Linked DNA regions of Mus musculus: all the other regions are linked to region 4. Evidence: chromatin contacts called from public Hi-C and HiChIP or PLAC-seq data. All regions are on one chromosome and are shown on one strand. Each heading gives the region's core, a stretch centred on a gene start, on an enhancer-like site or on the middle of the called end of the contact. The rest is flanking DNA. Distances are from core to core; before and after follow the strand shown. Region 1 has its middle 42 kb from the start of Gm40661. Region 2 has its middle 57 kb from the start of Gm35330. Region 3 has its middle 13 kb from the start of 1700016G22Rik. Region 4 has its middle 220 kb from the start of Gm40658. Region 5 has its middle 23 kb from the start of Gm35413. Region 6 has its middle 70 kb from the start of Gm40661.

Region 1 (4,344 bases), core at 454-2,953, 570 kb before region 4:
TGTAACACCATATTTATTTTAGCATTTTCCCCTTAACACAAAATGGCACAGTGGCAAAATTTGACTGCAAAACTGAAAGATGGGGCCTTTTGTCATTATAGATTTGTCTAGACACTGAAATAGCTGCTCCACTACCCTTAGGTTCTGTAGGACCTATGTCATTCATCCAATAGAAAAACACAATATCGAAATGAAATATTATCTCAGTCATACACTTTATGTAGTTATAAGATTGTTCCTTTTTCTTTCATTTTGCTAATATTATTTTAATAGTATTCTCTCCCTATGTTACAAATATTCATTTTGAAGGTGCCCTATGAATAGTTGCAATATGAAGAAAATAAAAATTTTCTAGGGGATCAGATTATCTGCACTGCAGCCTTAGGTCCTTCATGACTTGAGTGTGTCTTGCAAAGTCATGACAAGTGTCAGTTTTAAAGACTCAATTTCATCAGGTGGGCATGAAAAACACTCTCTCCAAACCCTTGTCTCACTAGTTTCCAGTTTCAGTAACTTTTCTGAAAGCCTGGTCAGTTACATGAGGGTCAATCAGAAGGAAAATTGAACATTTTCTTTTTTATGTAAACTGAGTAAAATTTCTAGAAAGCCTGAATTCTTCATTAATGCCAGTGTTTTAAGTCATCTTTTTGTTCTTACAATTTTAAGGGCCTTGAGTAGAAATTTCATATGATTAAGCATTGTAAACCATTTAGTTATGTAAATATCTCTAAAATCCACACACTTCACTTCTGTATTCAAGCTTGTTCTATAACATCTTGCTGGGGTTTACACTAATTGTCATTGTAACTTTACAGAGAAGCAAAATTGCTAAATGCAAAAGTGGTCTGTTATTTCCTTTTTTTTATTACGTGTTTTCCTCAATTACATTTCCAATGCTATCCCAAAAGTCCCCCACACCCTCCCCCCCCAACTCCCCTACCCACCCATTCCCATTTTTTGGCCCTGGCGTTCCCCTGTACTGGGGCATATAAAGTTTGCCTATCCAATGGGCATCTCTTTCCAGTGATGGCTGACTAGGCCATCTTTTGATACATATGTTATTTCCTTAATCTGACCTACTATAAATCTTATAATAAATATCAAAAGTATTTAAGAGATATTTAATGCAAATCAATACAAATTTTAAGTAGTTTTTAAATAAACAGGTGGATGGATTCTTTTATTTCATGGCTTCTGATAAGTGAACTTAGGTAAGATTTTCAGTATTTGCTTATGCTGTTTCTGTATATCTGATATTTCCTAGGAAACAGTAACACCTGGGAGATGGACATAATTATATGAATTTCACCTATGACAATAACTGTACATAACATCTTTGTAAATATGCATATCCTTTTCCGTAAAGGACAAAGAATACATTTTCCCAAGCGAACTAGTGTTTTGGCTAACAATTCAAATGAAAGCCAGATCCTTTTGATTGGGCCACATTTCTCAAGTCAACTTCTTCTGTGAAATCAGCTCAGATTTTATGTGCTAAAAATGACATAACATGTACTCAATGAAAGATGTAGTAATTGACTGAAAGATAGGAGAGAACAGTAAGAAAATTACAATTTGGTAAAATAAAGTTTCCTATTACTATATAAACATTAGGTTTTACACTAAAGAAAAGCTGTATTTAGTAAGTCTATTACATAGCCATGTGGATTTGAGTCATTTCCTTTCCATTAAAGCAACCTAAACCATAACTTCCTCTCCTGGTGTATATTTTGCACCCACCAGCAGATTTCAGATCTCATTGCTACATGTCTTTGTTCCTCAAAAAGAAGAAGAAGAAAAAGTAGAAGGAGGGGGAGGAGGGAAAGGAGGACAAGGGGGAGGAGGAGAAGGAGGGGAGAATAAAAAAGAAAGGAAAAAGAAATGAGAGGAAGGAAGGAAGGAAGGAAGGAAGGAAGGAAGGAAGGAAGAGAAGAGAAGAGAAGAGATCTCAGGGTGTGTTTTTACTTTCAGAGGTAGAGGCATCCAAACTAATTCTAAGAATGAAACAAACTGAAAAGCAAGCAACCAAGGTCAGTCTGAAAGATTTCACTTTCAGAAATGGAATAATATCAAGGCTAAGCTCTATGGGTACCTTTAAAAAAGAGGTTAGAAAAAAAAAAAGGACTGTATTTAGCAAGGTGAAATGACTTGCATTTAATTGGGGATAACACACACACACACACACAGTCATGTTGAGATTTCTTTGTTCCAATTTCATTATGACACAAGATAATCTTGTATAATCTTTAAGAATATAGGTTACTTTGTAAGTGAAAGAAAACAGAAAAAGAGAACAAGAAAAGAAAACTATTATCATTGCTTTAAGTTCTAGACTCTTTTTCAGTCTTAACATGATTTCTTTTGTACAAATACTTATCACATTTTCTAATTCATTCCTTCACCTCCTGGCCTGGGAAAGAATGTGCTGGTAAGGTTCACAAAGCACACTATGATACCAGCTCTTGTAGGATCCTTTCATTTCCAAAGAATAGGAGGAAACTGAGTGAAGATTGGAAATATCAGATGGAGAAGGCCATAGTTTGAATTACCAGGTTTCAAGCAAAGCAAGAACAAACAATGTCTAGGGAGACAGCATCAGTAAGCTCAGGGTAGAATCCACCACATAGGGGGACTTGTGGAGTTCAGAACAATGCTTTACAATGAAAGAAGCAACTCTTAAATAAAGACAGAGTTCTGGGTGATCCTTGGTATACTAGAAACGTGCATTTTCTTCTTCTTCTTCTTCTTCTTCTTCTTCTTCTTCTTCTTCTTCTTCTTCTTCTTCTTCTTCTTCTTCTTCTTCTTCTTCCTCTTCTTCTTCTTCTTTCTTCTTCTTTCTTCTTCTTTCTTCTTCTTTCTTCTTTCTTCTTTCTTCTTTCTTCTTCTTTCTTCTTCTTCTTCTTTCTTCCCCTTCCCCTTTCCCCCTCGCCCCCCCTCCTCCTCCTCCTCCTCCTTCTTCTTCGACGTTGGGTGGAAAAATTTGATGATAGGAAAATGTCATAGGAGAAGACTGAAGAGAGAATACACAGAGGAACAAGACAAAGGTATAGGCTACAAGCGATTGCAAAAATGAAGGCTAAGGTGATAGCTGGTGTGTAAAGTAGGTCCATACTTGATCACAGTGGTATAAAGAGTATGTTTAATTTTTAGTAGTAAAAGAGATAAAGTATAATGAGATAAGAGAAAATGCAAACTTCCTGGAACATTTGGACATTTGAGATGAAGTGAGGACTCCAAATTAACAGACGAACTGATCTAACCTAGCTACAGAGGGAACTGATTAACAAAGACAGAGAAGAACCAATAGTGCACAGCTTGAGACAGTGGAGGAGAGGCAATGATGTGTGGAAGTTCTTGTGAGCTTCCTCCAATTTCCTCATTGTAGCACAGTACACTGGCTAGGGATGTGAATAGGGACCAAAAAGATGATGAAGATTTGTGTAGAGAAGAGAAGGTGAATGATGGATGTCTAGATCACAGTTTATAAAACTGTAGGTATCAAGCCCATGGGGTGTTCATGTACCTAAGTGTGGATCTTGCAAAATTTTGGCAACAGCAAATGGTTTCTTATTATTGACAACCAAAATTTAATTTAAAAAAAATGATATAAGCAATCTCAGGTCTTTCTAGGAGGTCTCGATAGTACTCTGTCTCTCCACTACCATCTTGGTTCTGAACATACAAAGTAGGCAATTTGCATTGTGGCCATACTATGTATCATTACTAGCTCTACCTGGATCATCTCAGCTCAGATTCAAGACTGTCATATGGCATGTATTGCAGACTTTTTAAAATTTGTTTTTAGTACACATGCATAGTTCTCTGCCATTTAAAATACCACATTTTGATTAAGGGAAACAAAGTCTCTTGATATTTTCTACTATCATCCTTTAGAAGGTGAGTATTAAGTTACTATGTCTTTCTTAGGATGTGTAATTTTTAAGCTGCTTTTCGAGTTGCTGACTTAAGTTTCAAACATATACATAAGTCATTCAATAAATTCTGGCTTGAGATTAAGTCAGAAATTCTAACCATTTATGAAATGGCTCTAAACATATTTTTGCCATTTTGTTTTGGTGTACAAAATAATGTATTCAACAATGGTTGTTATAAAAACAAAATTTTTATCAACTCAGAAAAAGTTAAAGAGACCCTGCATCTTTAGTATCAAATATTCATGTAAAATATAATCCTTTATATAAAGACAAATCAGGACAAATATCTCACTAGTAAATTTAATTTTATCTAAGGCGCTTCCTTAAAATAAGTTTCAATTTATTATCAGTAAAGTTTTATTAACATGCCAACTATATCAAAATATACTTGCATGAAAATATATGAACA
Region 2 (3,948 bases), core at 1,344-3,843, 720 kb before region 4:
CAACAAAGTTGCCGTGGAATTAATCTTTTTCTCTTCATTTTGGTGATTGAAGTCCACCAGAAGTTATTTTTAGTAATAAACTTTTAAACATGTGGTAACATTTTGAACAGTCCATTAAGAGCTCGTCTCTTAAGTACTTACCACCTTTAATTACTTAATATGCTTTTTGCTTTGAATTATTTTGATACGAGCTTAGATTTAGGTTTCACCTCTGTAGACAGTCTATTTCTCAAGCTTGTACTACAGTGGAAGAATAACAGTCAGTGACCCAGTATTAGGTTTTATTTGTTCACTTGAATAGAGAACTTTTTTTTCCCTTATGAAGGTAACTGATGAGACTCAGTGGGATAATATGAGAGAAACTGAAAAGAGAGGCCAAACTTTGGATTTCCCATTTCTAACGATGGTTTTTGTGTGCCCAGGCATTAAGTCTTGTCAATGGTTAGAAGGTAGGTTGCTTTTAGGAAAACAAGTGTCTCTCTCAGGAGGAGGTATTTTTAGTTCTTTAAGTGGGTAACATTGCCAGCACAAAAGGAAGTTAAATTGTCTAACTCTTAGTTGGCTTTATTACTACTTTAGTCACTCTGTAGCTCATGTATCTTTTGTTGCCTGACCCAGCAATCTCTTTCCTTGTTTCGTATGTCCTTGCTTTTCCACTAAGGGATGGCAGCTTGGTCTTTAATATGGAACTAAGAAATTAGCTACAAACTTTGCATGATCACTGACAGTTTTATAAGCTCCCAAAAAAACACCATTAGGTTGCCCTTGGCTTGACAATGTGTGTCAGATCTTAGGTAGGGTTAAAAGGTTCAAGTGAATTTTATGTCTTCTCATTATTTTGTTAGGGCAAGGATAATATTTTTAGCACTTTCTCTAATGATCAAATAAATGTGACATTTTTATGCATAGAGTTTCTTACCACTGACTTGGTTTGAAATAACTTTTAAGCTTAAGGATTTTGTTACTGTCTTTCTGGATTCCTCATCCCACAAAGACTGTCTGAGGCTTGAAGAAGAATATAAATGATAAGTTGGAGATTACATAAAGAGATTTTGTAAATAAACAGTATTAGACCATGGCTGTGACATAAAATATTTTAAGTCTTTTTTAAAAAACAAAAACACAAAACAAAACAACAACAACAAAACCCCCAAAAACATGGCTCTTGGTTTTAGCACTTTCCACTCATGTAACAGCAAAATTAGGTAGTCAATTTTTGTTTGTTTGTTTGATTTTTCAAGACAGGGTTTCTCTGTGTAGCCCTGGCTGTCCTGGAACTCACTCTACAGACCAGGCTGGCCTTGAACTCAGAAATCTGCCTGCCTCTAACCCCCACCCCCCAAGTGCTGGGATTAAAGGCATGTACCACCACTGCCTGGCTGATAGTCAGTATTTTAATCATGAAAATTTTTGGAGGTGACCAATTGAAACATAAGTAGGTGTATTGAGTTGTGAATTCTGCACTGTCTGCCATACTCTTGGGAAGGGCCTAATACTTGTGACAACTATTCTTGATTGTCCTTTGTCCTCCAGCTACCCTAGGAGCTGTGCCTTCCTCTACCATTCAATTTTCTATATTCCTTTCCCGGGCATTGCTCTCCTCCCTTCTCTTGGGGAAGTAGCTGTGAGTAAAGCCTTTTTCTCTTTTGTCTACTGCAGGAAATCCATCTCAGAGCTTTAAACATGGCAGATAAATACTTGACCATCAAGCTTAGTCATCAGCCCTTGAGAACATCTTAGTATTCGCCCCGGGAACTTTCCACAGACTAGGCACAAATGTGAAGTAAAACTGTGTTTTCTTTGATTTGGGATTTTAGATCAGGGGTCATTTTAATAAGTGCTTGTTTTGTTTTGGATTTGATTGACCATCATACATATACACTGCAGGTCATGGCTATATAAAAGTACCCTAACCTCTCAAATATAATTTGCTGTCTGGAAATATAATAAAATTAACATAAATTAAGAACTTAGAATTTCATGGAGAAAATAAGCCTGGACAAGTAACATGATAAAACTCTAGACTCTATGTCCATGCCTCTGGATTCTAAAAAAATTATTTAAGCAAGATAATTTCAGCCAGGTCAAGGCAATTCTTCAAAGAAAATGGAAATGATCTCTATGCTAACACCTGTATCATAACTTTTTTATAGTTGTAATACAGCGAGTCCATTACTGCTTTTTTATTTTTTAAATATTAATTCAAAATTTTTTCTTGCTTTGTGACTAGCCTTTTCCCATCTAGGTTTGTTGCATAGGTTTGTTGACAAGAGCACACTTTGACATTTAGGGAGAGAGGTTTGCCTTTAAAGTGGAAAAGTTAAGGTTGACTACTCTTCTAAAATGATAAAATTGCTCTTTCAAATAGGACTTTTTGCCACAGACTTGCTTTTAATTTAACATAGTACCAAAGCTTAGTCTTCGTGGAGTTCAGATTATACTAAGAAAATGTACAATTTGTGGTAAACAGAACCACTTCCTCTGGAGAGCTAATGTAAATCATGAATTAGGCAGCAACTTGCTACTCCAACCTGTCTGAGGTCCTCTGAGTCCACAGGACTGAGAGCCTGAGTTCCATTTCAGTGACTCATTGTAGATCAGAAGGGGAAATTCCAAAGAAACACTAGAAGAATTTTTTTCACTGATAATAAGTGAGGTATCCCAAAGGTTCACTAAGACCATTTTCAAGAAGAACAACAACACATGAGAAAAGAGAAATAGAATCAAAGAAAAGTCCAACCTGTGAAGAGAATTAATGTTTGTTTTCCTCAGGCTGACCTTCAAGATCCCCTTGCTTTTTAGAGAAAAAGGAAAAAGAAATTAGAAAAATTCTGCGAGGGGAAAAAAAAAAACTAATAAAGCAGCCTTATAATTGTCCTCTGCTCATCAAACTGATTGCAGCCTGGGGTTGCTGATGTGTATTTGATGTGTGTAGTTTTCTGAAAACCAAGGAAATCCTGTTCTAGTAAGAAATTACCAGTAGCTGCAATTCTCAGAAGTTAAACAGCATTGCCGAAATAACTCTGCACCACCTTACTGAAGACCTAGTTAGGTATTTTCAACCACATTAATAGTGTTTATCATCACATTCTTAAGTTCTAGAGCTATGGTCAATATTTTAAGGGTCTGTTTAGAACTATTTGTTTGCACATATTTCTTCATAATCATACCAGTTAATAATATACAGTTAAATTACTCCTGATGCCAGTGGGGCAACTAAAAAGGTGAGGAAATAATTTTATGTTAAATAAGACATAAAAGCATCTCAAGACCGAGTTATTCTACATGATCCTAGTTAGCTCTTTTTCTTTTGACAGTGACAGTAGCAGCAATTAAAGGAGTCAGAGGGTGGCTCTTCCGTTTCATCGTAAAATTAATTAAATTTTATCTTTTTATTTAGTAATAAATGTCATAAACAGGCTTTTTAAAATCTGAAAATAGTTCACTGTGTCTCTTCTATATTTTCATTTCACATTGATACTAGGAGGCACAACAAACTAATAACTAGGTATTCAACACAATTGGGATGGAGATTATTATTAGACCTTGATTAATGTTTTGCTAATAAGCTAAGTTTATTTCTCATGTAACAAGCCCTTCTAAAAAGTGAGCCAACTTTGAAAAACGTCTCTTACTGATTCTCTGAGTACCACCTACTTCTGAATATGAAAGGACTTAAGATTATCCTTATCTTCTGTACTCCAGGTTTTCTGTTCCTAGGATACCCTCAGTTTGTGTTTATTGATTCTATTTCCATTTCGAGTTCTTGAACAGTTTTATTTATTTATTTCCTTCATCTGCTCAATTGTGGTTTCCTGTATTTCTTTAAGGAGTTTATTTGTTTTCTCTTTAAAGGCCTTTAACTATTTGGTTGTATTTTTCTGTATTTCTTTAAGGGATTTATTCATTTCACCTTTAAAAGTGTCTATCATCTCTATAAGATTGAAT
Region 3 (4,054 bases), core at 376-2,875, 900 kb before region 4:
AGAGACCAGAAACCCTTTCCATTTGAATCATCTGAGCTCTGGGGGGAGGGGAGGGGCACAACTTAGTTACTATTTGCTAACTATTGAATGCAAGATATAATTTTCTAATTAAGAATATTTCAGAGGTAAAAGTATTGTTCTAAAACTGTTATCTTAGTGACTATTATGATTATTATGAGTGTTCAGTGGGTAAAATAGTTCAGTTATTTATGTAAAAATTTATAATGTTTAATCTATGTTCAACTTTTTTGTCTGTTGGATTAATTGCTTTTGATTGCCAATTATCATACCTGCAAAGTTTTAATAGACAAAGGTAAACTTCAGATTATGCCAGGTCATAATGAAAAAAAATCAGAATTTTAGTAAAACTCTAGTATTTAGTAATGTGTTAAGAATTATATATAAGGTTATATTTATGTTTTTGTGTATATACACGTACATATGTAACAACAAAAACAAAATAAATGAGGTTATCAATTTGAGACTGAATGGGTTAGAAAAGAAGAGTTTGAGAGATGTAAAGGAAGGAGGGAAGTGATATATTTTAATTAAAATATTTTTTGAAAGTTTATCGAGGGTCTGGAGAGATGGCTCAGCAGTTAAGAGCATTGACCCTTCACATAGCAGCTCAGACCCATCTGTAACTCCAGTTCCAGGCTTCTGACACTCTCACACAGACATAATGCAGTCAAAAAAGCAATAAACATAAAATTATGTTCAAAATCAGTTTATCTAAACAGACCAGGCTCCGGCTAAGTATAGAAATGTTAGTATTTAGGGCTGAGAGGTTTTCTATCTGGACTCCAATACCCTAACCCATCCCCTTTAAAAATAGTAAACATATCTTCTATAGCTTATAGCAGTCATTTGATCCTAACATTTGTGAAAAACCTGTTTTGCAACATTTTAATAATGGCTTATCAAGAAATTCTTTCTTATTTGCTAGAATGCATAAATTAAAAACCTGAAAACAAGCATGGTTGCCTTGCGGTAGGTTTTTTTTTTTTTTTTCAAACGAGCCAACAAAACGGAATATAATATATGATCTTTTCTGGTCTAGCCCAGGCTGAGTCATTTCCTGTTTCAATAACAAGGATGTCATCAGCTAAACTCCAAGCAGCACAGTTTGTCACTGTGTGTGGCTTTATTTGTACATGTTGCTAGAAGGTTCTTAAGGAGCGTACACTCATTATTTTAATACCAGAAAAGAACCTTCCAGTGAGCACCTTTGGCTCTGGTTGGTGCTTCTGTATTATTTATGCTATAGCTAATCTGAGTGGGGAAATGAATGTATGCCCAGCTACATACAGTCACACTCGATGACACCGTAATTCTGTCTTGGGAATTCATAATTTACTCAGGTCACCAAGGTAGTTCACTCCAGTGTGGAATGTTTACCCAAATGTTGAGCTCTGGGCTCCAGTGCCAGCGGATATCAGAACTGAGAATGGTAAGGTCCGGATGTTGCCTGGATTTGCTGGTGTGACCCACACAGCAGCCACACTCCTCTCTGATTTCTTTGTCTAAAGGTTCTAAGATTCTTTTCCTAGAATCACAAGAGGGAGTTTGCACTGTTTACATGGTCAGCGCTCAGCGCACAGTGTTCTCTGAGTTGGTCCCGCTGAGACCCGTCGCCATGCCGATTGTAAATGACTCATCTGCATGAGTCAGCGTCTTCAAGGCGAGATGGCTATCTATTGCCTTTGTGCTACTATTTTTCCCAATTGGTGTTGTCCAGCAGCTGCAGATTCCAAACTATGTGCCTGTTTCTAGAATCCAGGAAACGTTGTTCATGGTTCAGGCAACATCCCCGCAAAGGGTAGGAGGCACAGGATTTAGATTTCTCATCAGACCCCTTTAATGTCTTTCTCAATTGACTTGAGTACGTTTCTCAGTATCAGGGGAAGCATTTCAGGAATTTTCTAGGTCTTACCTGTGAGAAGCCATTCTGATGACTCACAGGGATGGGACATTCCCCCTAGATTAAGGATTAAAGCAAAACAAAAAGAATCCTATTAGAAGAGGGGATTTCCTGGTGAAAAGAGAACCCTAAACCAAAAGACACCCACTTTTGTCTGAGCTTAAAAATCGTATTGCTTGTCACACAGAGCAGAAGGATCTTAAGGATCACACTTTCAAACCCTCATAGAGAATTATATTATGACTCAATTTCCCCTCCAGTGTATCTTAAAAATTCATCAGAGTCTAACGATACAGGCCTCTTTTGGTTGCAATAATTAACATCATATTGGCATTCAGTATGACTCTAAGTTCTGCATAAGTGTCTAAGGCGGTGATAGACAGGGTGGAATTGCTAAGTAAATGTTTACTGTAGGTTATAAAATATGAATAAAATGGGCATGGCTGTTTTCCTGTTACTTGCAGCCCCGGGGTTACTTTCTGGGTGAGCAACATGTGACCACCTCTGAATCAGTTACAACTGTAACTGTAAGCCTCATGGACTGAGATCCTGTGGATCTGACTCCTCCATGAGTTGCTAGGCTTCCGTTTCATAAACACCGTTGAAGAATTAGTTGCTATGTAACTTCCAACACCCTTGGATTAGTCCCACATTCTCCTAGGGGAGGGTGATGCTCATATTGGGGAAAAAAAACTCTTTCTAAAAAGGTGGCCCATCTTCTGTCCATGGCCACAGACACAGATTATTCCCAGTCTCAAAGCTACTATTTGGGGATAGAGAAATAGTTTGATTTCAGTCCATTTAAATGGTGTGGTCCCTCATCAGCAGACAGAAGCAGTCCCATGAAGAATGGAAGAAATGCTAAGACTACCATGGATTACTTCCATTTACCAAGAGTTTACAGGCAGAGCTTCAACCAGGCTACTCATTTCCTGCTTTGCCTCCAACAGAACCGGTTCAATCCTGTACTTATCTCCACTTCGTCCTAGCCCTTCAGGCTCCCTCCTTGGTGGTCAGGGTTTTGCATTCAGAGAATTGACCTTTACCATACATCAATTGTTAACTGATAAGGAATTCAAAAGACTTCTTAAATCCTTAGCTTTCAGAGCTGTGCTGAGACCACTTTCAGTCTTAAGTCTCTTTACCCACAATAACCTAAATTCCAGTCAATATGTCTCCCTGCCAGCCTGGACCACAGCAAAGAGCTAACATAGCCTCTCCCTTGCCTCTAACTTGCTGTGTCTTCTTTGACTTCCATTTGCTGGTCTTCACTTAGCACCAGTTAAACTCTGTCTCTCTGAACTACTTTGCTGTCATTCTGGACTCAATGGTCTCTTTCTCCTTTGCTAATGATTCTGCTATTGGCTTGAAAATGATTTGTGATCTACAGTTTTAGTGGTGTGTCTTCTGTGTAGATGGTCAAAAGTGAGAGTTTCTCTCCTTCCCAGCACATTTAAATGCTTCTAACCACAGAAAGAACATTCCAGCTATGTTTCTATGGATAAGCAAGTCAGCTTCCTCTCCAAGCCTCAGTTTCCTTATGTGTACCACGAGAGTACAAAACCTACCTGACAAGAATTGTTGTGAAGGACAAGGGAGGGAACACGTAAAAAAGAGTAGGGCGCTTACATCCAGCAGCTCTTCTGGAGATACCAGGTTAAGATCATAGGAGAACTGGGCTCATTAGTTCTCCAAGAGAAGACAGCTATACACCAGGCGCTATTATTAGGATCTCTGATTTGGGGTTCTGAACTTGTACGTTTGACAGGGGCTTCATGTCCTCTGTGTCATTCAATAGTGACAAACGAAAAGAAAAGATTCTGGCAGATGATCAACAGCCTTTCCTGCTGCTGTGGTCATAAACCCCATGGCTATTTTAGGGCCAGTATTGTTCAAGCTGGATTTAGTTTTCCTTTGCTGTCTATTTTGGCGTTGAGTCGCTCTAAAAGGGCAGGCTCCACATGGTGTGTCAGGCCAGTGGCTCATCCACTGTCTTTGTCCAAGTTTACTCAGTGAAAGATACCACCACCAATGAGAAAATGAAAGTCAGAAAGAACTTGAAAAAGATCTCATTCTCCATTTAGAATCTTAAAAATACATTTTTTATACAAAGTCATATCCTAGGAAGTGTTT
Region 4 (4,470 bases), core at 1,315-3,814:
TTTACTTACACAATGTCCTAATTTATTACTCCAATTTATACGCTAGCCTATTTTATTTGTAGGCTTAGTCTAATTTTAACACTGTCAAGAATAATTCAAAGGGAACCGGGTAAGTCTGCTTAGAAGTGAGAACCTGTGTTAATCTTTTCTGACATTAATAGAATTAGACATTATTAATTCTGACATGATTTATTTCATATTGTGTAAATACTAAATGTGAGCGTCATGTTCTCATTGAAACAAGTGTTTTACATGGTTCATATGCGGCAATTTAAACATGAATTGAAAGTGAGCCTTGAAAACAATTTGAAATTACTTCAATCTTGTCAAACTTAGAAAGATTATAACTGCCGAAGGAGCAGCGCTAAATGCTAACAAACCTTGCTCCAATGAAGTCACTGGGGAAAAGCAGAACAAATCAGTCCAACTGTAAAGAATAAAGCCAGTCTTTATTTGTCTATCTAGTTTATTCAAGCTAGTTGTTGGGATGGGCAGCGGGTACTGACCCATCCTGCTGCCCCCTAGGTGAGGTTTTGTTTTGTTTTGTCTCGTTGTAGTTTTAATTTTTTTTTAGATTATAATATAATTACAGTATCTTTCCCTTTTCTTTCTTTACTGCAAACACTGCCATGTACCCTTCCTCGGATTCTTTCAAATATGTGACTTCCTTTTTAAATCCTATTATTGCATGCATTATGTATATGTGTATACACACATCACACACACAACAACACAACATATATTTATACACACACACACATGGTGAGTGTGTGTGTGTGTATTCCTAAATATAATCGGCTCAGACTATATAGTGCTATTATTAGGTATGTTTTCAGGACTGACTGGCACTGGGCAAGCAATTGGTGTGGTCCTTTCCAGTAGAGCCAGTTCTCAATGTGTCAGCTTTACTAGGTCTTTGTATAGCTTTGAGGCCTGCTGGGCTTTTCACTATGAAGTTTGGCATGTTCCTTGGTGTCATGCTTGTTCAGCTCACTTTTAGGCAGTCATGTTGCTGAGACTTTCTGGGTATAGCTTCTGGTATTACTAAGAGACATAATTTTTAAGCTCAACTGGGAGCACGACTACTACTCTAATAAGCATTGAACATCCAGTTCTCTTTCCAATGATTTTAACTGTCATCATCTGATTGGATAGATAATTTAGGGAAAGCCATTCATTTGGTGTGCCTTTGTATAGTTTTTAAAGCAAAAATAGTTGGAGTCACATCTTTAAAGAATATCGAGAATTTATATCTAAGTGGCAGATGAGTGGAAACCATCTGGACTGCTGTATAAGCACTATAAGATGAAAAGGAAATATTAATATTGGTTTCTTCAAAGGTAAGTGATTTGATCTATGATGTAAAAGGCTTTTTAAGAAGTGGAAAAGATATTCACTCTTTGTTCTTTTGAAACAGAGCAAAGATAGCATTCCTTTTAAGCCTCAATTATTTATGTTCCTGAAATATATGGGAAGAATTATTGGGCAAAGGCTTCACGTTTCTAAAGCAGCTGATTTTGTAGCTGTCAATTGAGTTATGAATGACACCACTTAATATAGAACATGAATAGCAGAAATGGGAAGGAATAAATTTGTTACATTTGTACATGTTAGATAGTTTCCATTGTTAATCTGACCTAAAGTATCATATCCAAACTGTCAAAGCAACAACATTTATATTGAAGAGAGTAATATTAAATATTTTTATTTAGTGTTTAAAAATTATCAACATGTATAGAAAGAATTTTTTTTCATGCCTGTTCCCTAGGGTCTAGCTCCTCCTAGAACCCCCCAAATCTATCTCCCATATAGCTTCACATTTTGTCTAATTTTTAAACAATAACCTGATAAGTCTAATAAATGCTGCCCATATATTCATAGGGGTGGGACTACCTACTGGAGCACAGGAAACCTTTCAGAGGCCAAAGAAAAGTGTTCCTTCCTACCTCAACAGCCACAAACTGCAAAAATATCTGCAGTTCATTTAAGGCACACAATTATCTATTTTCGTTGGCTGTTGCAAAGTGAATAACATGTTCTTAATCGCGTTCTCACGCCCGGCCAGGAAAGACGCAACAAACCAAAATCTTCTGCGGCAAAACTTTATTGCTTACATCTTTGGGAGCCAGGAGGGCAAGCGCCCAGCGCCCAGCCCCAAAAACGAAAGCCCCCTTCTTACATCTTTAGGAGCCAGAGCTCCGGCGCGCGCGCTCTATTGTTTACATCTTTAGGCAGCGAGCGAGCGCAGGGCGCGCAGAGCCAGAGAGATGCCAGCGAGAGAGAATGGCGGAAAACCCCGTCCCCTTTTTTAGGAGCGTTATATTTCGCCTAGGACGCATCACTCCCTGATTGGCTGCAGCCCATGGCCGAGCTGACGTTCACGGGAAAGGTAGAGTACAAGTAGTCATAAAATACCCTTGGCACATGCGCAGATTATTTGTTTACCACTTAGAACACAGGATGTCAGCGCCATCTTGTGACGGCGAATGTGGGGGCGGCTCCCAACAACATGTGCATATTTAAATACTGGAAAGATAGTAAACTCTTCATGAGCAGAACCAAGCCACAGGCAACTTTGCTGAAGGTCTGTGGTGATCTTAACATGGAAATTAGCTTTGCAGTCTGGAAATGGGGGTGAAAATCTAATGGAATCCTCTATGAGCTGTTTCCCTCCAAATTTGCTTTCTTTGTGTCAATTACTCAAAATTGCTTCATGTGTTCAATAATGTCTTCAATTTTACTCTTTTACACCTCAGTGGTGGATGCTCCTAATGTTCATAAATATAAAGGTAAGCAGTAGCAACATGAATAAAAACATTTGACCCATTAGAAAATATTTCAAGATGTGAAGATGGCCAATGTGAGATCTGGTTCATCAGAATATGAATGTGGTAGCATGAGAATCCAGGAAGGCATGAAACCATATGACCACCATCAACCTGAATGATAGCAAGCCCAAGTGAGGCCAAAGATGGTACATGGCTCTCTAATACCCACTTCAGATATGACTGCCTAATTTTGATCTTTGTCTTTATGAAATGCTCTGAAACACAAGTTTGAATATCTTAGTACTATTTCATGAAATAACACCATGGGCTTAGTCTATTTTTCTTAACATTATTTTATTTTTTTGTCTTTTTATTAGACTTGTGCCAAATTATACTTTAGTGTTCCATAGTATCTTCATAAATCCAATCCTTAGGATTGTTCTAGGATGATTTTCTCTTTTACCAATATTTTTAGAAAATAGGTGATGAGTGTATCATTTTGGTCTCTTCTCATGAAATAAAATAATATTCAAATTTTAATAGTCTTTTGAAGTACGGGTCTATTTGATGGGAAAATGACTTAAAAGTATTATTTTCTATGTATTGATCATGGTTCGATTATTTTAAAAGTTAAAGATATAAGTGTTAGTATAAATGTATGCTTCCATTTCTCTGGGTTCAGTGCCTAGGAATAAAGCAGCAAGGCCATGTGACGGGTTCATAGTTAATGTCTAAGAAACCCTAGAATGGCTCACACAATGCACCTGACTTACCAAAAGAAGAGGAGTCCCTGTGCTCCTCATCCCCTGTGGTACTCTTGTAATCGGCAAAAAGCTTCATCTCATTCTCACTTCATTTCTTTTTCTATAATTCTTATATTAAGGAATCCTTAAGAATCCCATAAGTATTCCTTATATATTTGCTAGTCTTCCCATTTTGTTTTTTATTAACATGTTATCAATTTGGTCATGTTTCTGCTGTTTAAAATTATGTCACTTATTCCTAATAAGCTGTAAGCATTGTTTATATGTTCTAGTCATGAATTTATAGTTGGATATATATATGTTTTCTGTGAATTTTCTTTTACTCACTAGCCTATCTTTTCTTTGTCTTTTTCTTTTTTAAAGTGTTAGCTAGGAGTCATTGCCCAAACAAAGAACACAGAACATGAACAAATTACATCAAATTTTGGGGAATGCTTTGAATTTTTCCTTATTACCACTGTCATTTTTTTCTGCTAAAAATCTTCTAGTACCACTCCTAAAGGGACAGTGACGTTTAATTCTATCAGGATCTGTTAGAATGTGGAGTCTGCAGAATGGCCAACTCAGCAATTATTTTCACAGAGTTTTAGGATCACTTAAATGTACTGTAGCACATGCTTGAGTCTCAAAGGTTTAGTTTAAAAAAATTAGTAAAAATAATCCTAAACAGATATTTTTCCTAAATGTTCTAAAAAAATAGAAAAATGTATACTTGGTAATACCTTTAGAATTTACCACATATTACAATTGACTGTCATTTTTATGATAGATATATTGAAGATCCCCGATGCTCTGTGTTTGAAAGTGAAGATATTCACCATAACAACCCCGGATAGCAACACTTCACCATTCAAACATGTCCAGGCTCTGCACAGGCTAAAGAAAAAGTGAAGTTCCATCGTAAGTGAAATCTGTGGAGATCATTGGAACAAACAAAG
Region 5 (4,519 bases), core at 1,061-3,560, 840 kb before region 4:
GGCCAGTTGCACAGGGAGCCCACCTGAATTCAGGTAATCCATGTGTTCTTGCTATGAGCGTGGGGATCTCAGGCTGCTTTGCCCCAGTGATGAGAGAGCTCTTGGCACATGAGAGATATCCAGTAAATCTCACATATTTTTACATATATTGTGACTCTTAATGGGATTTGCATTGTAGAAAGCTAAAGTTCTCTGAGAAGCATGGTCTTAATGGTTATTATATATATTTTTATTTCTCTGTGTGTGTGCACCTGTATGCTTGTGTGTGAGTATGCGTGTGTATGTGTGTGTGCATGTGCGTGCAGGTATACTTAATGTAGAGGTAGGAAGACAGCCTTGAATGTCAGTTCTCATCTTCTCCTCTACTGAGACTCCTTTTTCTTTGTTGCTCTATGTATCAGGCTTTCAAGGAATCTCCCTTCTCTACCTCCAACTTGGCCATAGGAGAACTGTGGTTACAGAAGACATGAGCTACCCACACCTGGCTTTACACGAGTTGAGGTAAGCCGCAGTCAGGCCCTCGCACTTGACGGTGTGGAAATGTGCTATTTATTGAGCCACTCCGTAGCCTCCTATTTTAAATGTAATTTTGGTGTAAAATAAGGTCTCATGTAGTTCAGGCTGGCTTTGAACTCCCCTTTCCAGAAGGAATGACCTTGAACTTCTGACATTTTTGCTTCCCCTGGAGAGGGATGGAATCCTTGGTGTTAAGGAATTTATGTATTGGTGGGATTTGAACTTGGGGCTTTATACATGCTAAACACACACTCTGCCAACTGAGCTATGTTTCTAGTTGATTAATAGTTATTTTAAAATTCAATAGTTATTGACAACTAACCAAAGCACCACAGCACTGTAAACTGGAAGGAAGCACAGTCTAGTAACATATTTGTCATTCCTATCATTTAGTCAGTGGGGCTAACACTGAATGGAGTAGCTCTGATTGATCCAGGGTGGACAGCTGCTCCAGAGCTGGTTCCCAGCTTCCTACCTTTCTAAACCATCATTTGAAAGTTACTTCAACTTTGAAATTGAGTTATAAAAATGAATAGCATAAGGTTGTGTTAGGAAAGCTTTAAAAATGACAAACAAGACAAAAAACCCTTAGATTAAAATAAAAATCTAAAATACACAACAGTGATTAATTTGAGACAATTGCTTGCCTCGATGTTAGAAGCATTCAGGAGCTGACAAAGAGGCATCAGCCCGGCTGTCAGCTCCCAGATGACTATCAGCTCCATCTCTGTGCACCCTTAACAACGGAGCTAAACACACACACACACACACACACACACACACACACACACACACACACACAAGAGGAAGAAGAGAGCATAAGATGCCAAGACTCGATCAGGTGGCCTGGAACTTGTATCTTCAACCGGTTGGCAAGGCTACAATCTAACGCCCTCTCCTTCCTTTCTGTTGCTTCCGTCAAACCACATTGTTGACATTATGCCACCGTCCCTTACCTTTTCAGATGAAACGAGATGACCCTTTGCACATTCATAAGTGCGCAGACCCTATCGTTATTATTGCCAAGGGTTAGGGTAAGAATTATGTTCGAGGGGGGTTTGTGTGTTTCTGTTTTACGTATTATGGTCTTCAGTAACTTTCTTCATTCACTCTACAATGCACAACACCATTTTCCTAGCAATAGCTTGGCCACATCAGAAGTTGAAAGGAAACTAAGAAATACTAATTACCTTTCAGTCAGACATGACATACTCAGGGAATCAAAGGCTCGAATCATTACAAGGCCACCTGCATTCCAAAAATGATTTCATACATTCACAACATAGGAAACCTCACTTAAGTTTTGGAGGTCATTGCCTCAACCACTTGGCCACTTGTCCCACCCAAAATTTATTTTAATAACCCAGTTCACAACTATGTAGTATACATTACACCTAGATTCTCAAAAGCCATTACTTTAGTCTCTCAATTTTTAATCAAATTAAGTGTATACTTTCTACAATATTTCCTACTTTACTAGTAGTGGGAAAGATATTTGGCTGATAAAATGTTATCAGACTAAAGTTGAGTGAAAACATTTCCAGTGAATATTCATATTAATATATCTAGTCTTTGTTTGGATCATCAATAAGAACACAGTAACTGACAGATGACTAAAGAATCAAGCCTTGAAATGTTAGATTAAAAGTCCTATCATGAGGATAAGAATATAGTGAAAAATCATTCTTTTACAAGAAAATATACTTTTCCTTGCTTGACAATCCCACACTCTATCTTTTTCTTAGAATGGAAGGCTAAGTTTACAAGGTTCCCCTTTCTGTAGCACTATTTACAACACTGTCTCTGTTTCCATAGATATGCAGAATGACTGTTTCCATAGCAACCGTCTGGGTTTCCTAAACAAATACTATCATAGCGTTAATCTCGTTTCAGTATTATTGTACTATGTTATTAGATACGAAATTCAAAAAAAAAAAAACTAATTTAAGCAGGGTTTGAAACTAGGTGGGTTGGTTTTTATCACTTGGTGCTTTCAATATTAAATTTCAATCTTATATTAAAATATATATACATATATATACATCCATTTGAAAAATAGCAGGGATTTTGCATAGTAAACATGATACCAATTTTATTCCCTGGTTATAAAACACTGTAATTTAATAAGAGGGTGCTCCAATCTGCGAGCAGTATCGGGGAGAGGATCACCCACCGTCTCCAGATGAAATGACTGCTTCTCAGTGCAGTTTGGAGGATTTCGCCTCCCCAAGTCTCCAAAGTCATTTGTAACAACCCCCGCAATAGCTCCCTTTGCGACTTTTGCATTTTAAGTCATTTCTGCCAGTTTTTGCCTTGTAGTTTGCCACCTCAGAGGCACAGCTGTGGAATAGACCTCAAGAAATCTTTCTGAATTCCTTGTTTGTCAGTTTACAACAAAAGAGGGAAGTTATTCTAGACCGTTTGAGGAGGATTTATCTCTATGAAGTTGCTTATCATTACCTCTGACTTCTGGAGAGAAATCATCTCAGATGCTTTTATAAAACAGACAGAGCTTTGCCCTCCAGTCTCTCTCAATGCCTGTCTGGTATAAGAGCTTTGTTTAATTGAACTGATAATATTTGGCTTTTACAGGTGAGGGTTAGCTCATCCAGAGAACGAAGATTGGCAATGTATGAATGAGAGGAAATGTTAATAGTTTAGTAGTGCTTTTTCTTAGAGGAGGAAGGGGCATATAGCTTTTTTATTTTCTTTCTTCTGAAAATGTTAAGAGCAGAGCTCTCAGCTTTGTGACCCATTTAACTTGTGGTTTCAGAAGTAGCACCAGCCTTCACTTCCCTTTTGAATATGTCTTCCTTTAAGAACGTAGTTAAACTGGCTTCCCTCCTAAGTTTAGTATTGAAAGGGACTGGCATACACACTTAACATATACATTTGCATGAGAAAAATATCTGCTTTAGGGTGAGGATCCAGTGACAGAGTAAATGGTCAAATTCATGACCACTTTGTGCAGAAGTCTGAGTTTGGAGTAGGTAGGAAAGGAGGGGACCTCAACTCTGCCATTTAGTAGATAACTCCTGACTTTGTTGAAAAGTCTCCAAGTTTCACTTTCCTGTTCTATGAAATAAGACAAATGCCAGCCCTTCTCCACATTGCTTGGGAAATTACTGATGTCATTTGACTAATAAACAGCATAACAATAGCTAAATTGAAGCTTTCTGTTACATTATTCTTAGAGAGCGGAGGGAGGGAGGGAATGATGGAAGGATGGGAGGGAGAGAGGGAGGGAGGGAGGGAGAGAGAGAGAGAGAGAGAGAGAGAGAGAGAGAGAGAGAGAGAGAAGGTGCCAGGCTTCCATCCTCACCATATAATCTAACCTGGCAATGATCAACCTTTATTCTGTAGAGTCATTATCCAGCGACCTTGCTGCAAGTTGGCTTTTGGCTCAGCATGTCTGGGTGCAGACCACATTTCTGCATGGCTGGTGGCAGTCTCTTAGAACACCCCAAAGTTGTTGGTTCACCAACCTCACTTTGAATGGTCAATACTACCACAAATCATAGACAACCCTGTTGAAAACTCTGAAAAAATTCAATCCTGTTAAAACTAATGAGAGAACAGTGCCTGTAAGGGCAGTCCCCAGACCACTCTTGTCTTTGGCATATTCAGCGATCTTGTGTTACTATAAGATGCAAATGATAGTCTCTTACTGAACTTGAGTTTCTTGTAAGATGTAGAAACCATGCTGTCCTGAATCACTGATATCCTTTTCATGATTGAAGGTAGCCTAAAAGACAAACCAGGGCAGAGATAAAACTGCAGGAATAAACGTGCATGACCAAATGGTCAGCCACTAAAGCTTACTCAGTTGTTTTGAGTTCCCTGTGTCTTTGGATCAGTATTATTCGTTTGTAAGAAAAATGTGTAACTAAATTAAAATTGATTATCCAAACAGGTTAATATTCAAATTAGCAAGTCAGGTTTGATGGATGAATGAGTCGAGAGGCTGGCTGTCTGTATGATGTAATCTTCACTTTTGACAATG
Region 6 (4,522 bases), core at 372-2,871, 680 kb before region 4:
AAATAAATTCTATAAAAGAGTGTCACTAGGTATGAAAACTGTTCAGGGAAGACTCCATGCATAGCAGTGGCCGGCCAACACAAAACTAACTCAGTGGCAACTTGGGAGGTTCTGAAGTTCAATTTTTATTTTCACTGTACAGATGGGTACAGTGGCACTCTTCAAGGTAAGTAATTTACTTGTGTGGGGGGGAAACTAATAGGAAAGGCGCCATTTTCCTCCCACATCTGTTTTTATTTTTTTGTTTAACATTTTAAGAGTATAATATTATTACATTATTTACCTCTTCTTTTTATATGTCTCCACACCCTCACAGGCAACCCATTCTTATTCTCTTTCAATTTCATGTTTTTTAAATATAGTTGTTGTTACATATATATGGTTATATATTTCTAACTATGTAATACAAACACATAATGTTACTTGTAGGTGTGTCTTCAGGCTGACTTTGGTATTGGATAACTGCTTGGAGGGTTCTTGCCTGTGGAAGACTTCCTTCTGTTTCCTGGTTCCCTTAGTTTCCTGTAGTTCTTTATGTAGGGTTGAGTCCACATGAACTTTTCCCATACTGTGTTAGCGTATCTGTCATTGTTACCCTTTTTCAGGTCATGTTTAAGCAGCCTTTGTTGGTAGGATTTTGCAAGTGTGTAGCATCTGATGACAGTTTAACTGTGATGCTATTATAGTAGATAAATAGTTAAAACACCAAGTGTCTGAGACAGCTTTCAGGCCATGGCTATTGAAACATTCACCCACGAAGATGCTTTGATAAAATGGTTGGAGTAAAAGATTGCTGTGGAAGGCAATTTCACTCTATCTTTGTGAATAACAAGGTAGCGGTATGTAACAAAATTGTGAACGATAGTGTGTGTAAGTGCAAATGTGTGAACATGTGTGCACATGTGTATATCGTGTAATTTATTTTGGCTGCATCTGTATAATCCCTGCGTACAGTGCTATTTATAGACTTTTCAGCTGATTTATTTTCTAAAGCTGTCAGTTAAAAATAATGCTTCTTTTAGAATTGAGACACATACATTTCCAATTTAAATTTGTTCAATTACTAGAAGAATCTCTTGTTGGAGGCTGCTCTACAGTTGTCATCTTGATAAGAATAGAAACAAAAATAACAAAGAAGGAATGTTTTGGATATTTCTAAGTAAATCATATAATTATTGCTCAACTCTAATCTGAAAATACAGGGAACTTATCTAAAATATTTCCTCACAGATCAGTGAATGACACATTCTTCTGTCTATATCTGGACATGTATCACTGTGGGTGTGTCTGTGCATGTGTACATGAGTTGTCTATATCTGGACATGTATCACTGTGGGTGTGTCTGTGCATGTGTGCATGAGTCGCACTAGGTACATGTGCTCACGTATGCACATAGATGGAGTAGAGCTCAGAGATCAACACTGAAGGATTTTTTTCTCAGTCATTTTCCTCCTAATCATTTGATAAAGAGTCTGTCACAGATTTGAATTTCAGCAAGATAGGACAGTAAGCCCCAGAGATCCTCCTCTTTCTAGTGACCCAGCAGAGTTTATAGATGCACACAGAAGGACCTTCATTTTAAGAAAGGCTTGGGAAGTGAAACAGAACTCTATGTTTGTTCAGCAGTCACTCTATCAGCTGAGACATATCCCCAGCCCTTAAGTACATTTTTTCAAGATGACATTATCACACAATGAAGGCAAGCCCTGACTACCATCACCAACATACATTCACACTCATATCTCAAAATGTCCAAAATGAATATGCTGCTGTTTCTAGCAATGCAAGAGATAAATTAAGAATGAAAGCACACAGAACTACATTATTAAATCACTATTTTATTTGGATGAGAAAATGAAGGTCATGCAAGATGATCAAAGTCATATTGTTCTACATTCTGAGTGATGAATGAAAATCAAAACACATAACAAACACATTCATTATATATATATATATATATATATATATATATATATATATATATATAATAGAACATATAAAAATTTGAAAAGGAAAATCCCTAAGCCCATGAGATATAAACTGAATCAATCATAAGGATAAACAAGATCATATAAATTAATGATCGGCATGAATTCCCCTTCAAGTTATAGGATTTCACTGCATTAATGATTTTTGCAATTATAATTCTTCACAGCTGTTCAATGAACAAAAGAAACATATACAAACAGTAATGAAGCCAGAAAAGAGCTTTGCTCAGTGCATGGCAAAGGTGATCTTCAAAAGTCAACAATAAGAACAAATTATTTGTCTTGATCCTAAAGTAAGAGCTATAAATAGTGAATATGACTTTTTTTGTTTGTTTGTTTGATAGTTGAAGGAGCAAGTCTACAGGCAGTGAAAGGTAAGTGTTAAAATCCATTGTTTGTCAGGTAAGGCTAAGCCAGGTAAGAGTGAGTTTCTTACTCTATAGTAGTGACACTTATATGATCTGCAGCCAAAGTCTTGAGTGGTATGTATGCTTTGCTAAGGGCTTATTTAATTTCTATTAAAAAGGGAGGTGGTGCAATGGGGTCAACCCAATCTCATAGATCTTAGAAACTATAGTAAATTTAACTGATCTGTAACTCCAGTTCAGGCTTTCAGAAAAGCTAGAGATCAGCATCCAACCAAGAATCCAAGAAACCAGCAAGAGATTGGTAAATCAATTAAGACTGAGTTGGGTAGTTAAGGGGTTCTTGGTGGAGAAACTTAAGAACCTGTAAGATAATTGCCAGCCCAAAACTGATCTGCTAAGAGAAGTAACCCATTTCCCCTTTCTCTCTACTGAGGGGAGAAAGTCTACTGACTCTCTCATTTCCTCCCTCTCTCCCATCCCCAACCCATTTCTTTCTTTTGAAACAGACTCTTCTCATGTAGTCATAGCTAATCAGGTAAATACCATGCAACCCAGGTTTATCTCAAAGCTCATGATCTTTCTTCCCCAGCCGACTGAGGAGTAGGATCATGAACATTTACCACAATGCCTGGTTCACCTGGTAGATTCTACTACCTCCCAGGATTGCATTAAAAATATTTTTGAATATAATATTTCATTAAGTTTTAGATAATTTCATACACTGTATTCTGATCTTTTCTCTGCCCAGTAAGAAATTATTGTCATGATACTGTGCTACAAATTTATGTCAATGAAAATTATGCATGTATATTGTAAATTGGCCAAATATTATTTTTGTTTTTCTTATTTTTCAAAAATTTTAAAATATTTCTTCAAAATTCCTTAAAATAATCTCTACACTTTCAAGTTGTTGAGAGATGAAAACAGCACCATGCTCTTTATTACTTATATAAAGATTGTCAGGATATAGAAAAACAAACTAAACCAAAACAAGTCTTTGCAAGGAAATCTTGACCCAGATCTGAGGGGAAATTTGTAGTGATTCAAACAATAATCATTAACTCTTAACAACATGGTTGAAATTAGAAAGAATGTTTACCTTCGAGTACTTTGCAATATGCAAGCCAATATTTTCTTTTTGGTTTCTGTGTATACAAAATGATGTGTTTTCTTCTCTTTCTTGTAAAAATGCATTCTGGTGACTTCATATGATGTATTTTGATCATACTCAAACCTTCCCACATCTCCAAGATCTGCCTCCACTTTCTTATCCAGCCCACATTGTATCCTTAAAAGTAATCCAAAAACCAAAACCCAACCAACAAAACAAACCAGATTCCATTTGTGCTGTTCATAACTTTTGAATATATTGGCATCCACCGGGAACATGGCTGACTGACCTTCCAAGGAGCCACACCCTTAAAGAAAGTTGTCTTTCTCTCTCTTCCAGTATCTCTCAGTTGCCAACAGATTCTCAGCTGGAGTGAAAATTTATGCCCCTCTCCCCCATTGTGCTGTGATTTTGTCTGGCTTGAGCTGGTGCAAGTCTTGTGCATGCTGTCACAGCTTCTATGATCTGAAAACTCCGTTTTCTTGTCTACTATCTCTAGAGGCCCTACCTTTCTTATCCCTTCTCCCTCAGTGCTTCCTGAGCCTTGGTAGTGTGAAGTGTGACTTAGACGTCTCATGTAAGAGAGGATTCTGAATCTCTATGTTGCTGGCCGACCAGCAGCTCGCGAGGAACGGTACAACTGAGATGGCAGCTAGAGCTGAAAGAGAGGAACTAGACGGACAGAGGAAAGAATGGAGCCAAGTCAAAGCAGTATGAACACGCAGTTATGAAGGAGGGGAAGGGGGGCCCGATTCCCGCCAAATAATCCTGGTGTCCAGTAGCAGGGTGACCACCTGTATGGCTCTGGAACAGCAAAGCGGCAGGTTCGAGCTGTGGGCGTGGCAGAACGATTGAGTGGCAAGCTCCACTCCTGAGCAAACAGGCTGAGGGGGTGGGGGAGGTTACACCTCTATAGTCCCAGCACTTGACCATCTGTGGGACCTAAATTAATCAGCACATCCTGAAGAAACAAACATGTCTGGTGAAGTTTGAGAGATGCACTGATAGAAGTCATTGAGAGTCAGTTTAACACTGGCCATTTAGCAAAGTAATAG

The links. HiChIP or PLAC-seq counts read pairs in DNA pulled down with a chosen protein or histone mark. Hi-C and Micro-C count contacts between places; a contact is called where the count stands out from the background.
Region 1: a contact with region 4 is called in a CTCF HiChIP or PLAC-seq map of CD8 T cells, with 5 read pairs. The contact joins two enhancer-like sites.
Region 2: a contact with region 4 is called in a BATF HiChIP or PLAC-seq map of CD8 T cells, with 7 read pairs. The contact joins two enhancer-like sites. A contact is called at or near these places in 1 of 484 Hi-C or Micro-C datasets (uterus) and 1 of 115 datasets of contacts at active chromatin or transcription factors (CD8 T cells).
Region 3: a contact with region 4 is called in a Hi-C map of Th1 cells, with 7 times the contacts expected there. The contact joins two enhancer-like sites. A contact is called at or near these places in 10 of 39 promoter capture datasets (the 3T3-L1 cell line, 3T3-L1-derived adipocytes, cranial neural crest and 5 more), 15 of 484 Hi-C or Micro-C datasets (the BV-2 cell line, MC3T3-E1-derived osteoblasts, Th1 cells and 8 more) and 5 of 115 datasets of contacts at active chromatin or transcription factors (embryonic limb bud, fibro-adipogenic progenitors, forebrain and 2 more).
Region 5: a contact with region 4 is called in a Hi-C map of bone marrow-derived macrophages, with 14 read pairs. The contact joins two enhancer-like sites. A contact is called at or near these places in 2 of 484 Hi-C or Micro-C datasets (both in bone marrow-derived macrophages) and 3 of 115 datasets of contacts at active chromatin or transcription factors (CD8 T cells, bone marrow-derived dendritic cells and embryonic fibroblasts).
Region 6: a contact with region 4 is called in an H3K4me3 HiChIP or PLAC-seq map of bone marrow-derived macrophages, with 4 times the contacts expected there. The contact joins two enhancer-like sites. A contact is called at or near these places in 1 of 15 datasets of contacts at CTCF or cohesin (the NIH/3T3 cell line), 1 of 484 Hi-C or Micro-C datasets (bone marrow-derived macrophages) and 1 of 115 datasets of contacts at active chromatin or transcription factors (bone marrow-derived macrophages).

Annotation. Positions count from the first base shown.
Region 1 is chr13:5,509,355-5,513,698 of GRCm38.p6, reverse strand. No RefSeq gene overlaps it. Among named protein-coding and RNA genes, the nearest start is that of Gm40661, 42 kb to the left of the region's middle. Within about 2 kb of position 1,703, at least 44 of the 459 cell types and tissues checked have an H3K27ac peak or open chromatin away from gene starts, as enhancers often do. A contact at or near this core is called in CD8 T cells, where this site is marked.
Region 2 is chr13:5,665,421-5,669,368 of GRCm38.p6, reverse strand. No RefSeq gene overlaps it. Among named protein-coding and RNA genes, the nearest start is that of Gm35330, 57 kb to the left of the region's middle. Within about 2 kb of position 2,593, at least 40 of the 459 cell types and tissues checked have an H3K27ac peak or open chromatin away from gene starts, as enhancers often do. A contact at or near this core is called in CD8 T cells, where this site is marked.
Region 3 is chr13:5,842,877-5,846,930 of GRCm38.p6, reverse strand. No RefSeq gene overlaps it. Among named protein-coding and RNA genes, the nearest start is that of 1700016G22Rik, 13 kb to the left of the region's middle. Within about 2 kb of position 1,625, at least 292 of the 459 cell types and tissues checked have an H3K27ac peak or open chromatin away from gene starts, as enhancers often do. A contact at or near this core is called in Th1 cells and thymic regulatory T cells, where this site is marked.
Region 4 is chr13:4,940,690-4,945,159 of GRCm38.p6, reverse strand. No RefSeq gene overlaps it. Among named protein-coding and RNA genes, the nearest start is that of Gm40658, 220 kb to the right of the region's middle. Within about 2 kb of position 2,564, at least 29 of the 459 cell types and tissues checked have an H3K27ac peak or open chromatin away from gene starts, as enhancers often do. A contact at or near this core is called in CD8 T cells, Th1 cells, bone marrow-derived macrophages and 1 more, where this site is marked.
Region 5 is chr13:5,777,417-5,781,935 of GRCm38.p6, reverse strand. No RefSeq gene overlaps it. Among named protein-coding and RNA genes, the nearest start is that of Gm35413, 23 kb to the left of the region's middle. Within about 2 kb of position 2,310, at least 87 of the 459 cell types and tissues checked have an H3K27ac peak or open chromatin away from gene starts, as enhancers often do. A contact at or near this core is called in CD8 T cells and bone marrow-derived macrophages, where this site is marked.
Region 6 is chr13:5,621,225-5,625,746 of GRCm38.p6, reverse strand. No RefSeq gene overlaps it. Among named protein-coding and RNA genes, the nearest start is that of Gm40661, 70 kb to the right of the region's middle. Within about 2 kb of position 1,621, at least 8 of the 459 cell types and tissues checked have an H3K27ac peak or open chromatin away from gene starts, as enhancers often do. A contact at or near this core is called in bone marrow-derived macrophages, where this site is marked.